Regions from separate parts of the Mus musculus genome. Here region 1 is linked to region 2. The links are chromatin contacts, called in public Hi-C maps. All regions are on one chromosome and are shown on one strand. The core of a region is the stretch at or near the end of the contact, and the rest is flanking DNA. Distances in the headings are between cores, read along the strand shown.

Region 1 (4,638 bases), core at 625-3,124, 2.0 Mb before region 2:
AATCTGATTTCCAAAGATGCCATGTTGTGTTAAGATAGCCAGATTTTAACAGCAGTACAAGACACACAGAGCTACAGTAATAAACACAGAGGAAATAAAAAAAGATCCTGGGCTAACTATCTAGGCAAAACCCTTAGATCATCTATTTCAAAAACATTCAAAGAACTGATCGGAAGCATGTCTAAAAAATAAACCAAGACAAAAGTAGGAGAATGATGTGCCCCAAAATAGAGACACAAGGAAACAATAAGAATAATAAGATGTGTTGGGGTTGAAACCCACGGTGAGTGAAGTGACTAGTTTACCTGTGGAGCCGAGCAGGCTGGGGAAAGACCACCCCTGGAAATAAGTCCATGGACATTATCCCAGCTTGGAAAAGAAGGAAAATGAATAGAGCGTCAACCCCAGGGACTAACACCAAGGATAGGAGTACAGACAGTGGGAGTCTTGGAGAAATAAGCCTGGGCAGAGAGACTCAAGAAATAATGGCAGAGCCCATCTCAGTTTTGATCAGACTAGCAATCTGCATGCTTAAAGCCTGTATTTTAAACAGAAAAGCCTTAGCTTTCTATAATGCAGCAAAATACTCAAGATAACCAACTTAGAAATAGGAAAGATTTATTTAGGCCTTGGTCCATTGGGCTGTGACTTTGGGGTCTCTCATGAAGCAGCAAGTCATGGTAGGATGGTGTAGTGGGCAGAGCTGCTCACCTCATGGTAGCTGTTGGCTTCTCATGGGAGCAGAGAAGGCTCCCAGGTCCTAATATTCCCTATAAAGTCACAACCTCAGTGATGTGACTTTCTTTCATCAGGCCATACTTCCTAAATGTTTGACAGCCTCCCTATGCCTACTTCCCTTTGGGACCAAAGTGGTCTTTGAGGAAAAAATATTCAAGATCCGAACTATCGAAGCCTTATTAGATTGATTTTGTGGAGAAGGATGGAAAAAGAAGTGGAGACAGTAAGCATAGAGAATACTTTCAGAGTTTTTGTTTTGTTTTGTTTGAAACATGGTCCAAATCATATCAATCTGTCGAAAAACGGAAAATAAACCATGGGAGAAGCGAGCGATTGTCTTAGGTTCGTTAGAGGGAAGCTGGCCTAGCATTGCTGGGCGAAAGGGCTGAGCTGGCACGGAAGCATCTTGGAAAGGCCCCAAGGCTAGGTATTTTCTCCCATTTGGTACAAAGGTGGCATGGACCTGTCGCAACCCTATCTTTTCTGGGTCAGCAGTCCCTTAGGGATGTTGTGGGTCAATGTTGTGTGTGTTGAGTGCACTCCTCAGGGCTGTTTTTCACCTTGGAAAAGGATTGTTTTTTTATTGGCGCTCATAATAAGCAAGCACAATTAGTCTAAATACAGAGCTGAAGGGTATAGAACTTTGGTGTCAGCGCCATAACACTTCCCTAGGCCAAGTGCTTTTGGAGGAACCCAGGCAGAAGCCTCATCACATGGCAAAAAACCAAACCAAACCAAACCAAACCAAAAAACCAACCCGGGCCTAGTCTAGGTCCTGGGGCGGGGGCCTGGGGGGTTCCTCTGTGGTCCCATCAAAACTTCTGAGGTCTTCCCGGCCCGACCCCTAGGAAGCTGAGCTAGCGTCGGTACCCAGGCGACCCTCACGTGGCTGCCAGGTGAACGCTTGTCAATCTTCAGAACGCAGGCGCAGAACAACTGCAGGCTTTTTTCCCTGCCCGGGAGAAAAGACAGCTAACAGGCAGATTAGGGACCGCGGCCTTCAAGGGCGGCCTCTCATTGGTTGCTTTTATTCCACCCTCAGTCCCTATTGGCTGTGAGCTGCGCACGCGGTAAGCACGCTCCCACTGCGTCCTGTGGCATCGGGGCAGCTAACAAACAGCGGCTCAGCCAATGGGAGGGCTCGGAGGCGGGGCAAGCGGAGCGCGGCGTGCGCACCCGGGCTAGAAGGTAAACAGAAGCGGAGAGTGTGCGGAGCGCTCGCAGCGGGGCGAGCGCGCGGAGGCGTTGCGTTGCGGACGGAGGAGCTACCTTCCTGCAGCCCGGTAAGGCTGTCGCCTGCCGGCCCGCTGCTAACCTCAGCACCCCGGGGTCCCTTCTTATACTTTCAAGTGACAGTGCGGCCTGCGTACGGTGCAGCCCTTTCCCGACCCGGGTCTGGCTCAGCGAGCAGAGGGTTGCTTGTGGCCTCTGCGTCGTCCACGCACGTGGCTGCCTTTCTCCCAATAATGTTCTGAACTCTCAGACCCTCGAACTGTGTGCTCTGGCTGCAGTTTGTGTCAGAACTACAACTTCTAAGCCCGAGCCAGCTGTTGGGTTTCACGGCTGGGGTGAAGTCTGGGAAGAAGTCCCTTCCTTGTTCCTTTTTCTTCGTTTCTTTTTGGTCCGTCCTCTTGTTTTTCCCAGACACTGATGGCCACACTACCAGTTTTGACAGCTCCTGCACTCTCTTGCACAGAAGCTGTCACATAACTCAACCAAGCCACCTTCAGAGTGTGAGGGGACAGAGGGAGAACGCTGTAGGGGCGGGTCTGGGTTCTGGGACCCTTCATTGGCTAGGCAGCCTGAAGGGGCAGAGGCTGTGTGCAGACATCCAATCTGGGTTGGGCTTGCAGCACTGTAGAAAATTGATTTAGGCTCACTTGGACTTGGTGTCTGTGGAACGGGACTCTGGAGCTGGGGTGTGTCAGGCCAACCTTCTTGCCGGAGGATTTGGACTAGTGATCATGACAGACATCCAGTTGTGCTGTGGCTGGCGGCCATGCTGGCAGGGAGGTTGTTGGGAAACATTTGGAGTGAGGAAGGCACTTCTGAGAAGAGGCTAGAGGGGTTTGTTGGCTTACAAGAGCAGTGTCTGTACGACTCCGAGGGTAGCTTTGGATGCTATATTTAGCCTTGTGAATAATGAAGACAGCTGAATTGTGACCACTTGTGGACCAGGTGACACAAAGCAAAAGCGAGGCAGGCAATCTGTGCATTCTCTGAGCTAATGAACCACCTGAGACAGAACTTCCCAACTCCAGACTATTAACATGTTGGACCTAATCTTGTTTACTGTGCCTGCTTATCTTATGCAGGGTGTGTAGCTGAATCCCTGGCTTGTACTACTAGACAAATAGTGACACCCCCACGGCCACCCAATCCCACCAATTGTGACAACTGAAAATGTCCCCTGACATTGCAAAATACCCCCAAGAGCAAATTTGGTTGAGAACTATGCAGGCAGGACTCTAGACAGGGTCACCCCATGCTGCCAGGACCTCTGTGCAACTTGCCCACAAGTAGTTGGGAAGTTTAAGACAGTGTTACAGTCACTGCTGTAAACAAATGGTGGAAGGCATTCGGTGGGGGCTTTAAAGGTGAAACCCTGAGTGCACTGGGTGGTAGGGGTGAAACATTCTGAGGGAGACTTGGCGGCTGAAACCCTGGGCCTTTGTGCCTGATGAATGTGACTAAGTAGGCACAAATTATGAAGATGTGGAAAACTGGTAGTTTCTGCCCCTAGGAACATTGGGAGCCTTGGCGGGTTAGCACAGGGAACCACCATAGGATGGTTCTTCAACGGTGAGCAAACAAGTGGGCGCTAAATGCTGGCTAAGAGACTTTCTGAGGGCGCACTGTTCTTATCCACGCAGTTTGCTTAGCCATGTGCGTGTGTTGTAATGTGGAAGGAGAGCATGCCTGTGTCTGCAGGGAGTGTCTGGCTGCACACCACACGTATACATGCACACACATGCAGGTGTTTCCGTGCAGTGTCTGCACACACGCAGTTTGCAGAATGCATTTGTTGTTGATTAGCACCAGAAACCATGGTCCAGTTCTTCTTTTGTGTAGAGTGAGAGGCTTTGCTTTTGGGTCTACATTTTGCTTTCTGTGGAACCTAGAATTTAGTATTAAGTCCTAAAATGATGGCTGTTCGGAGAAGATGAAAGATGATGCACTGGAAAAGAAAAATATCCGAAGCCTTTGCAGTGAATTTGTATTTTTGTGGGAATGTGCCAGGATTCTGCAGCTGGGGAAGGAGGAGCATTCCAAGTAGGGGTTTTGGGGTGCCCTTTGTTACCCACAGAAAAAGACCTGGAAGGGAAGTCACTTCCTTCTTAAGAGAGGTTTATTATTGGGAGGCTCACAGCTTGGCAGGATAATTTTCCGTTAAGAGCCACGGACCCTGAGTCATTCTCTTTGCCAGTCGAAACCAGAGCCGTGTGCAAAATTAGACAGGAATATTATAAGTGTTGTTTTGGCTTGGCAACTGGGAATAGTTCTAACATTCCTGTTAACAGTCAAGAACTGGGGAGAGCCAGTGAGAAAGGAGGTAGTGGCGGGGGCGCTCAAAGATCCTGCTTCTTCTCTAGTTGGTTGTATGATGGGAATGGGCGTGAAGGGGTGGGAGGGGCAGCCTTTAAGGACAGGGTGACCTGAGTCACAGGTAGTAGAATCAGAGGGACCATAGAACTCAGCGTGTGGACTGAATATATACAGGTAGGATATGTGGGTCAGAGTTCTAGATGGTGAAGAAGTTGTGTAATGGTGTCAGTACTGGAAATAGAGGTCATAAGAGAAGGAACTAACTTGGGGGAAGGTGACGATGTTAGTATCAGACATAATGGGGCTGAGTGGCTTTGGAACTATTTTATTCTATCCTTTTTTATTAAGATAAAA
Region 2 (4,715 bases), core at 1,058-3,557:
TCCCAGCAACCACATGGTGGCTCACAATCATGTACAATGTGATCTGACGTGCTCTTCTGATGTGTCTGAAGACAGCTAGAGTGTACTCATACACATAAATCTTTAAAAAATATAGATATTTCAATATATATTCTCCAGAGTAAAACATATCCTGAGGAATAGTTTATAAGAGTCTTCACCAGTTTAAAAAAATCCAAAGTCTGATAGGCAAGAGGCAGTGAAATACTAAAAGGGCAATATTAAAGCTGACAATGGTGGTGTAGACCTTCAATCCCTGCAGAGGGGCAGAGGGGCAGAGGGGCAGAGGGGCAGAGGGGCAGAGGGGCAGAGGGGCAGAGGGTCTCTGAGAGTTTGAGGCCAGCCTGTTCTACAAAGATAGTTCCAAGATAGCCAGAACTACACAAACTCTGCCTCAAAACAACAACTAAACAACAACAGGGGGCAAAATTAATTAAGAAAAGATTCCCATGGAACACAAAAAGTTTAAATCCAGAGAATAATTTATTAACCAGTAGAGTAGGCTGTTAGTCATACAATACGCATGCTCTTCTCGAATCTCCTGCTCCAGTTATCCAACTTTTCCCTTCATGATTAACTTTTCCTAGTCTGTTACTCTACCTCTCATCTCCAGACTTACACTGGAACCTACTAGAAGAGAAACCTCGCTTCTAGTTACCAGCAGACCATGCCCTGTCAACGTTAACTTCTAGATATAGCATGAGGAATCCTTTTCTATCAATAGCTCCCTGTTCATTTAAAAATTTATAAACAATACAAAGAAGAAAGAGCTTAGAGCTGTAATTAAGAGCCAAGACTTCTTACTGTTGAATTTCTTCTAAGTACTTTTAAGCCAACAGAAATAATGCTGGAGAAATTTCATGTGTCAATGCATAGCCAAGAAATTTCAGGCTTTTCAGGGGAAGGCTATCCTTTACAAAACAAAAATTAAGTAACCAAAGGAGAGTGAACACACCCAAACGTAGCCTCCCTGCGGCGATCATTCTCTACCAGGTGCTTCTTCTAGGGGTATTATTGCACTTGGAACCTGAGGGGATCCAGCCTTTGAACCCTAGCCTGAATGTTTTCAGTTCTTCAAAGTTAGATGACATAATAAACAAGGCTGTCTTTCCCTCTCTAGCGGTCACGTCATCCACCTGTTGCATCACCTGGAAAGTGGCCTTCGGATTCTAGGATCACCTCTGTGATCGCTAAATAATTCAATGGCGCTATTTTCTACATAAATTTTCGCTTCTTTCATTTTTATGAGGATGCCTTGGAGGTGAGGGTGTATTGGCTCCGGTTCACCTCTGGGGAGACGCTAGCATCCGCATCGAAGCTGTGACTTTCTAGACTTGAAGGGCTTGAGAGTTGTCGGAAGCCTCGAGCATTTGGAGACAGACAAGGGCCAGCAGGAGCAGGGCAGAGGGGAGCTGAGCAGCTTAGAGGCCAGGTGGCAGTTGGGAGGGAGGTCGCCCTGCGACCGAAGCTTCGCGGATAGGACACGGCTCATCCGCCCAGGGGTCGGGCCCACAGCCAGGGGAGCTGAGGGCTGGGACGAGGCTCGAGCCCAAGCCCTCTTTCGGACTGACTGGGACACCTCCAGGAGGCGCGCGGGCCAGTCTCGGGATTAGAAGACAGCGCGACTGTCCCCTCCCCCCACCCCTGAGAACTAAGCTGGAGGCGGAGGCGCGAGGCAGGAAGCACCGGGCCGGGGTCCCGACCCCTGACAGGGCCGGCCAGCGCGGGCCGCCAGGGGACGCACTCACCATGTCGTAGACGTTGAGCACCACTAACTGGTTAGCCCCCATCCTTCTCCCCACGGCCGCCGCCTCGTCCTCCAGCCGCTCGGTCTCCGCGGGGCGGAGGCCGCTGCCACCCCCGCGGGCGCCTCAGGCAGGGCTCGAGCCGGGCACTAAGCGTCCAGCCCGGCCCACCGCAGCCGGGGCGGAAGCATCCGGCAGCCGGGACCGCTCCCGGGAGACGCTGTCAGAAACCTGTACGAGGACCCGGCCAGACAGGTGGAGAGGCAGCTCCAGCTCAGGCGCCTCCCCTCGGCCGCAGACACGTGGGGGAAGGCGGGGCCTGGGCGAGGGGCGGGCTTTAGGCACCCTGGAGGCGGGGCCGGCCAGGATCCAGGGATGAGCCCGCCTGCGCGTTGAGGCTCTCAGGCTCTGCAGCTGGAGACCTAAAATGGCGACAGGCCGGATGCCTCTTCACCCTGGTGGCTCGAGGTCGCAGAAAGACTACCGTTCCCAGAAAGCAGAGGGAGAACCCGCGATTCCTATTGGGCGTGTAAGCAGTCTGACTACATATCCCAGCATTCACCAGGATATTGTAGGCACTCACGTCTCCCTGGGAGACTACAGTTCCCAGAAAGTCCTGCGAAGAGTTTGTCAGGGGAACCTTCGCTGTTCGTCCTTGGCGAGCAGAGACTCCATTTGCCTTTTAGTTTTCAGTGCTGTTTCTGGTGTTTGTAGCGTGAGATGTGAATCCAACGCAATGTGAAGAAGTGATGACTAAGTTTTCCAAAGCCCTTCTGCTTTTTTTTTAATTTTTGAAAATATAGAAGTGAGGCAATAAAGGGAGGAAGGTTACCCTTGTAAAAGTAGGATGTAAGAAAGTCTCCTTTAACCCTCAAAACGGAATTCACATTTCGTGAATGACAGAAAGCTAGTCAAATATAAGAGAGCCAAGAATTCCAATTAGAGGAGACAAAAGTACATAGACATAAGACATGTTTTTTGTACTTAAGGAACAAAATAAAAGTTCTCTGTGGCTAGAATATAATGAGCAAAGAGGTGATCTGTGGACAGGCAGTTAACTGGTCAGAAGACATCCTGAGTTTTCAGTTAGCTGAGATTGAATATCTATTTTACATTTTAGATTTATCAATTGTGTGTGTGTTTGTGTGTCTCTGTGTGTGAAAGAGTGAAAGAGACTGAGAAAGACAGAAGACAGAGACAAAGACAGCAAGGGGTGCAGGTGACCAAAGAGGACAGAGGGCAGGGATGCTCTGCAACCGAAGTTATAGGCTGCTGTAAGTTGCTTGACCTGAGTGTTGGGAACCAAACTGAGATCCTCTGCAGAGCAACAAGTACTTTTAGTGGGCAAGCCATCTCTCCAAACTCTGAGGTTGGATTTTAAATGAAGAGTTGGTAGGGTTTGAGCCAAGGAACGACATGAATATGTACATAAGTCTCTTAAAAGATTGCTTGAGAGCTAGAGAGAAAGCTCAATGCTTAAGAGTACTGGCTGCTCTTCCAGAGGTCCTGAGTTCAATTTCCAGCAAACACATGGTGGCTTACAACCATCTATATTTGGGATCAGATGCCCTCCTCTGATATGTCTGAAGACAGATATGATGTACTCAGATAAATAAATAACTTTAAAAAATTAAAAATTGCTTGAGTTTCTGTGTGAAATTTTAATGAGGCAAGGGAAATAGAAACATGACCATTAACGTGGTAAATTGTAAAAGTGGCTTCTCAAATTATATATGACCTTTGATGCCTCTCTCTACTGTCTTTAGCAAGCTTTGGCTTGATTTGGTCAATGGGTTATTAACAGATATAATGCAAGAGATTTAAAAGGCACTTTGGATTTGTGGCTTGGTTTCTTCCTCATCTTGGGAGTCTAGTGACCAGCCTTATATTAAAAAGTGTGGACATTAAATTTGTTGGGGGAGTTAGGGGTAGTCTCAAAAATAGGTCCTGGATGTTTGACAAATTTGGGTAGATAGTATGTTATTCATAATATATCAAACATTTGAGGGAGAAGCAGGTTAGAAAGGGAAATGAAATTACTGTTAGGTCATGTTATATTTTCAGTGCCTTTTAGAGTCTCATGAGATGTTGAGTAGGCATTTGCATAAATGAAATGGAGTCACAACCATTAATCTGACTAAAATAAACATTTCAGTAGAACTTAAAGCCTAGAGACTTGTTGGGCAGTCTTTCTGTTGCTGTGATAACACCTGCTCTGACAGAAAGCAGCTTAGGGCAGAACAGGTTTAGGGGTCACAGTCTATCACAGAAGGAAGTCAGGACAGGGCAGGAACTTAAAGCAAGCACCTTGGAGGAGCAGTGCCTGCTGGCTCAATCACTGGTTTATGCTTGGCTAGCTTTTTTAAGAAACTCAAGACAACCTCTCCAGGGGATGTAACACCCAGGGTATACTGGGCCCTCTTATATCAATTAGTTAAGACAATACCCACAGGCTAATTTGATAAAGGTAATCCGTTAATTGGAACTTCTTTTGCAGATGACTATAGGCTATGTGAAATTAAGGGTTGAAGCACTAGGAAATATTGAAAAAATGCAGCTGGAAAGAAATATTAAAAGGGGGAGGAGGTGGGAGGTCAGGCTAAAGAAGGCAATATGGGGAGGACAACTAACATGAATAGCCTTTGGAAAAACCATATGGAAATGTACTATTGTAAAAGCATCATAACATTATTTAACATTACTCTAACATTACACTATTGCCAAGTCTATTGGTTACTATTTTTGTTTTGTTTTGTTTTGTTTTTTGAGACAGGGTTTCTCTGTATAGCCCTGGCTGTCCTGGAACTCACTTTGGAGACCAGGCTGGCCTTGAACTCAGAAATCTGCCTGCCTCTGCCTCCCAAGTGCTGGGATTAAAGGCGTATGCCACCACCACCTGGCTTGGTTACTTTTTTTAAAAGATTTATTTTTTATGTATGTGAGTACACTGTA

The links. A called contact is a pair of places that touch in the nucleus more often than the background predicts.
Region 1: a Hi-C map of B cells shows a contact between it and region 2, with 5 read pairs. The contact joins the promoter of Coq8a here to the promoter of Desi2 in region 2.

What each region holds. Positions count from the first base shown.
Region 1 is chr1:180,193,256-180,197,893 of GRCm38.p6, reverse strand. It overlaps Coq8a (coenzyme Q8A), which reads left to right and starts at 1,874. Exons shown (of 15, transcript NM_023341.3): 1 at 1,874-2,021.
Region 2 is chr1:178,185,009-178,189,723 of GRCm38.p6, reverse strand. It overlaps Desi2 (desumoylating isopeptidase 2), which reads right to left and starts at 2,307. Exons shown (of 5, transcript NM_024282.3): 1 at 1,767-2,307. The coding sequence starts at 1,808.